Linked DNA regions of Hordeum vulgare: region 2 is linked to region 1. The links are chromatin contacts, called in public Hi-C maps. All regions are on one chromosome and are shown on one strand. Each heading gives the region's core, a stretch centred on a gene start, on an enhancer-like site or on the middle of the called end of the contact. The rest is flanking DNA. Distances are from core to core; before and after follow the strand shown.

Region 1 (2,840 bases), core at 335-2,834:
TTATGTATCTCTTCGCCCAAGTTATTTGGCATTGTATATGTGTAGCACGTTCAGTTCCAGCCATGTCAAATTGTCGAAGAAGCAATACCTGGAATTGGAAATAGTGCTACACCTCTAACTTTTATTATTTGAGATTTGAGTGGTGGGAGCACAAATACACCAGTGGATGATATGCAATCCCCCCAGTCCTTGAATGCACTCTGTTATACATGGGCCTTGACTATGTCTTTCTTGATAACGTTCTTCTTGTACTGTTGGACCTACATAGCTATACAAGTATACAATCGTAAAGAGCACATACCTAAAATGCTACTACCTCTGTTTTTAAATATAAGACGTTTTGGCAGTTTAAATTGAACTGACAAAACATCTTATATTTAGGACCAGGGGGTGTACCAACTAATAATGCTCTATCAGTAGCCCATAACCATGAGTGGTCATAGCATCATCTCTGTATAAATGGTCCGTGGCATGTGCAAACCTAGAATAAGCAATGACTGACCATTAGCTCCTCAGGGCCGTCGAAATGCTGTGCGCAATGGTCCAGGCAGCAGACAAGAGTGAGTAACCAGTAGCCAAACCTTTCGTCTAGAGTAAGAACTAATAAGTAATGCTGCAAGGATTCGAAAGCAAAATAAAATAAAATAACTGGAGTTACCACCTAAACTGGCCTGTATGATAGTGTGGCCGTCGCGTTTTCCTTTCTGAATCACGGCATGCAGTTCTCGTTTGTCCTTGGAACTGTTTCTTCTTGTAATCAGTGTCCAGCAGCAGTGTGTAGTAGGATATGGTATCTCAGTTTGAACCAAAGGAAAGCATGACATAATCTTATATTTGAACACAGAGCTTCAGTGGATTGGACCATGCAATGGTGCAAACTTGGCTATACCACTTAAAAATGTGTAGCGGCGAACGTAGATGCAGGGTATTTGGACACTGTAAAATCTCCAACCTAGGAAACAGTCCGCAGATTGTATCTCTATTTCCTGTTGTTTCCCCTTTCAATCAACTGACAGAATTACCTAGTTTCAGAAGAAGAAGGCAGAATTACCTGACAATGTTTCTCTTATTCCACCTCAGGTATAGCTTGAGCTACATCCCTTTCGCTCGAAGGATTGTTTCCGACCTGATGGTGAAGCTTTGCGACACTGAGCTATGATCTTACTTGGGCGCCTGATGGACATTGTCAGCATGCTCCGGCGCCTGAAATTGGAGATCTATTCATCTCCGCTGGGCTCCAGCAGTGCATGTATTCCACCCATTTCCCTTTTCTGTTGATGAATGATGAACGGATGAAGCTCCGTAATGTGCATAAATGCTACAGGAGCGACACTTTAATTTGTGCAGCTCACAACCCCCCTTCTGTAATCCTTGATTCCATTTGTTTATTTCAACTGAATCAAATTCTGTGTAAACTACAGTAGTTGCTGCAAAACTCAGCTGTAAACGGCATATTTGCTCTGCACTTGTGTACTTCCATTCAGAAGCTGCAGCACATACAGTTTATTTATTAATCCTGCACTTTTCATTCCCCCTCTTGCAGAGGAAACCGGGCAACCCTCGTTCGCGTCCGCTGGCCTGTGGGGTCCACCATAATGGACGTCGCGGCGGGCCCACATGCCAGTGAGCCGGTGGCGTGCAGCTCTCTGCTTCAGTTCTCCCAACCATTTTCAAATTTCGAAACCCGTGTCGCTCGCCTCCCACCTATATATGCGATCGTCCGTGCTCCTCCTCTCCCCCGCAGGCAGCGGCAGCAGCAGCAGCGCATGGGCAAGGCCTTCTCCCTCCTGCGCCCGCAGCCACAGCCACAGACGCAGACGCAGAGAGGAGAGGGGGAGGGGATGGTGATGGAGCTGAGGAAGCGCCCGAGGCCGCGGCGCCTCGACCCCGACTTCGTCTCGTCGCCGCCGCCCACGCCGCCCAGGAAGCGGCCGCGGAAGCAGGACGCGGAGGCGAAGCAGCCGCGCCGGCCGGTGGCGAAGAAGCAGCCGGCGCCGAGCAGGAGGGCCAGGTGCGTGCAGCAGGGCATCGGGAGCCCCGTCGCCGGGCTCCAGCCTTCCAGGTGCTGCAGGATCGTGGCGCCGCTGTCGCGCGTCTCCTTCATCCCCCGCTCTCGCGTCCCCTTCAACTGGTAAGCTGTTCCCCGCTCGCTCTCTCCGCTCTCCCGCTGCTCTCTCTCTCTCTCTCTCTCTCTCTCTCTCTCTCTCTCTCTCTCTCTCTCTCTCTCGGCGTATGCGTGCGTGCGGGTCTGTCGATTTGAATTTTTCCGTGGTGGCGGATTTAACTGGGCCATGCTTCGAGTCGATTCGAGTTCCTAGTTTGAATCCTCTGGTCCTGAAGTGCGCGTGTGTAGTTCCGGAATTTCCCCGTGGTGCATCGGATCGGGGGGAGGGAATACATCTGTGTGATGAATCCGTGCAAATTACCTACTGAATTGCTTATTGAAGTGGTTTGAATTCTGCTGCTGTGAATCGAGCTTGGTATTGTGTTGCTGTTTGAATCCTCTGGGTGTAGTAGACTGGAGCTTGGAGATTATTCGAATTTCTGTTGCGTCGGATGTGTTTGGTGTAAGAACTGGTGCGCCGTGCCCTCGAAATTCTGGGCTTAGCGTTTCCAATTAGAAATGCGGACTCGCTGGTCATAGCTTCGTGTGTTTGATTTGATCCGGGTACGGTTCTGTTTGTGGTTTTGAAGCATTAGGTGTTCGAATTGATCCAGTGCGCCCTCTGCATTGCTGTCTGCAGTCGCAGTTTAGGTGTACTGCTGTGTCATTTTGTTTATTTGTTCGGATTCGAATTCACTGGAGTGGAGTGTTCATCATTAACCAACGTCTAATGTCT
Region 2 (2,749 bases), core at 84-2,583, 390 kb after region 1:
AGAAAAGAAATGGACCTCCCAGATCACACAACCATATAGGAGATAGACGGTACCTCTCACAATAAACGAGATATAATATCTGCGGTACTCCTCCTTGGCAATCCCTATTAAGGGCCGAAGAATCGAACTGGGGATCTCCCAATTCGTAGCTTACTGTGGAAACCGTTCCACCTGAGGAACTTGATGTGCTAATGCAGGCAGGTTTTTTTTTTACCATCGTCTCTTTCGTCTTTACTAATTTCTGTTTCTCTGTTTTTTTTTCTTCATTTTTTCTGTTTTCTGTTTTCGCTTTTCGGTTTCTTTCTTATTTTTCCTTCTTACTCGTTCGATGATTTTTTCAAATTTGATGATTTCTATTAAATACATCCACATTTTTATTAATTTATGAATATTTTTCAAATTTTCTGTACTTTTTTCCAAATGAAGAACTGTTGTCCAAAAATTTCATTTTATTTTAAATTTGATGATTTTTTCCAAACTCGATGAACTTTTTTCTAAAATTGGTGAATTTTTTTTCAAATTCGATAAACTTTTTTCCAAAGTGGGTGAACCTTTTTTTTCAAATTTGATGAATTTTTTTCAAAATCGGTGAACTTTTTTCAAATTTGATGAATTTTTTCCAACATCGGTGAACAGTTTCAAAACCGGTGAACTTTACCAATAAAAAAATAAAAATTCGATCAATTTACAAATTTGTAGTTTTCCTGTTTTGTAAATTCGTGAACAATTTTTAAATTTTGATGAACTATTTTCAAAATTGATGGAATTTTTTCAAATTTTAGTTTTCTTATTTTGTAAAGTCATGAACAATATTTCAAAGTCAATGAACTTTTTGCCAAAATCGATGAAATCTTTTCAAAAGCGATGAACTTTTTTTGTCAAAGTCGATGAACTTTTTGCCTAAATCGATGAACTTTTTTTAAACCTGCGAACCTTTTTCAAAATGATGAACTTTTTAAACATTTTTAGAAAGTTTTTACAAAACGGGTGAACCTTTTTAAGTTTTGTGAACTTTTCTTGAAAAGCGATGAACTATTTCTCAAAATCGATGAAAGTTTTTAAATTCATGAGTTCTTAAAAAAATATAAACTGTAAGTGATAAGAGAATAGCGCGGCTATACTTATTGTCACAATGTAGCGCTACTAAAATTACAAGTGAGCAATGGTTGTGTTGGTTAGCTAAGCTCGAACAAGGACGTGGCTATGTGAGTTCAATTCCTGGAGGATCCATTTTTTGTGTTTTTTTTGTTTTGACGAATTTTGAACGCTTACACAGCCTTCATGGGCCGGCCCAATAATGCATTGCAGCGGGCGTCAGATACTTGTTCGGGCGCTTAAGGCGCCGAACAGGAGCTCCCCTCCTCCTTCATAGTCTAGCATGGACTCATGGACGACCAAACTGTTATTTTGAAAAAATAAAGGTTCATTGCTAGTATCTCTGAAAAAATTAAGTATTTGCCTAAAAACTAAAAAGTAAACAAAATTAAGTAAGTAAGTAAAGAAAATGTCAATGAACTGCGCCCATGCGCCAAACGCATAAAGAGCTCGCTTGTCCTGTTATCAGCCTGCAAATCCTATTCGTCTTTTAAATGGGCTGGCCCAAGCGTCCCGATTTTGGAAACCTTCTACTAGGTTTAAAGCCTGTTATTTTTGGTTTTGAGAAACTTCCAGAAGGTTCTTTGAACCGGTATTTTTTTTCTTTTTTCTTTTTTCTATTTCTGTCTCAAAAACTGTTTTGGATTTTTTAAAAATGATTTTGGATTTTCCAAAAATGTTCTGCATTTTCAAAACAATTCTCGATTCTGAACAAATGTTCTGTATTTTAAAAAACTATTCATGATTTCAAAAAAATTCTTCATATTCAAATTTATTCTTAAGATTCAAAAAATATTCATGCTTTTAAAAATTGTTTGCGCTTCCAAACTTTTTCCTTTCTAAAAAATATTATTCTGTATTTCAATTTTTTTCTCAAGATTCAAAAAATGTTTCTACTCGAAAAATTGTTTGCATTTCCAAATTTTCAGCAATTTTCAAAAAAATTCTCGGTTTCAAAATTTGTTCGCAAGATTCAAAAAATGTCCGTGCTTTAAAAAATAGTTCGCGCTTCGAAATTTGTTCAGTTTTTTCCAAACTTGTTCAGTTTTTCCAAATCTTGTTCTCAAGATTCAAATAATATTTATGCTTTCGAAAATTGTTCGCGCTTCCAAATTTGTTCAGCTTTTTCAAAATTGTTCTCGGTTTCAAAATTTGTTCCAAAGATTCAAAAAATGTTCGTGCTTTAAAAATTTGTTCGCGCTTTCAATCTTGTTTGGGGTTTTTTAAAAATTTGTTTTCAAGATTCAAAAAATGTTTGTGCTTTAAAAAATAGGTCGCACTTCCAAATTTGTGCAGGATTTTTCGGAAAATTTCTAGGTTTCAAAATTTGTTCTCAAGATTCGAAAAATGATTTTTCAATGTTTCTGCAAATCGTTCTTCCTTTAGAAATTTTTTTCTCAAGATTTAAAAAATGGTCCTGCTTTAGAAAAATCATTCACGCTTCCAAATTTGTTAAAAATAATTCAAAATTACTTATGTTTCAAAATTTGTTCTCAAGATTCAGAAAATGTTCATGATTTAATTTTTTTTCTTAAATTTACAATGTTCTACGTTTTATAAAATGTTCCAAATTGAAAAAATTATTACTTTTCAAACTTCATTAATCAATTTAAAAAAATTCAAGATTTTCAAAAAAATTCTTCAAATTCGAAAA

Evidence for each region. Hi-C and Micro-C count contacts between places; a contact is called where the count stands out from the background.
Region 2: a contact with region 1 is called in a Hi-C map of leaf, with 8 times the contacts expected there. The contact joins the enhancer-like site here to the promoter of LOC123443182 in region 1. A contact is called at or near these places in 2 of 6 Hi-C or Micro-C datasets (leaf and seedling).

What each region holds. Positions count from the first base shown.
Region 1 is chr3H:116,278,919-116,281,758 of MorexV3_pseudomolecules_assembly, forward strand. It overlaps LOC123443182 (probable F-box protein At3g61730), which reads left to right and starts at 1,585. Exons shown (of 8, transcript XM_045119478.1): 1 at 1,585-2,131. The coding sequence starts at 1,596. LOC123443183 (vesicle transport protein SFT2B) reads left to right here. Exons shown (of 6, transcript XM_045119479.1): 6 at 1,081-1,514. The coding sequence ends at 1,159.
Region 2 is chr3H:116,673,873-116,676,621 of MorexV3_pseudomolecules_assembly, forward strand. No RefSeq gene overlaps it. Among protein-coding and RNA genes, the nearest start is that of LOC123439642, 44 kb to the left of the region's middle. Within about 2 kb of position 1,334, at least 2 of the 3 cell types and tissues checked have open chromatin away from gene starts, as enhancers often do. A contact at or near this core is called in leaf, where this site is marked.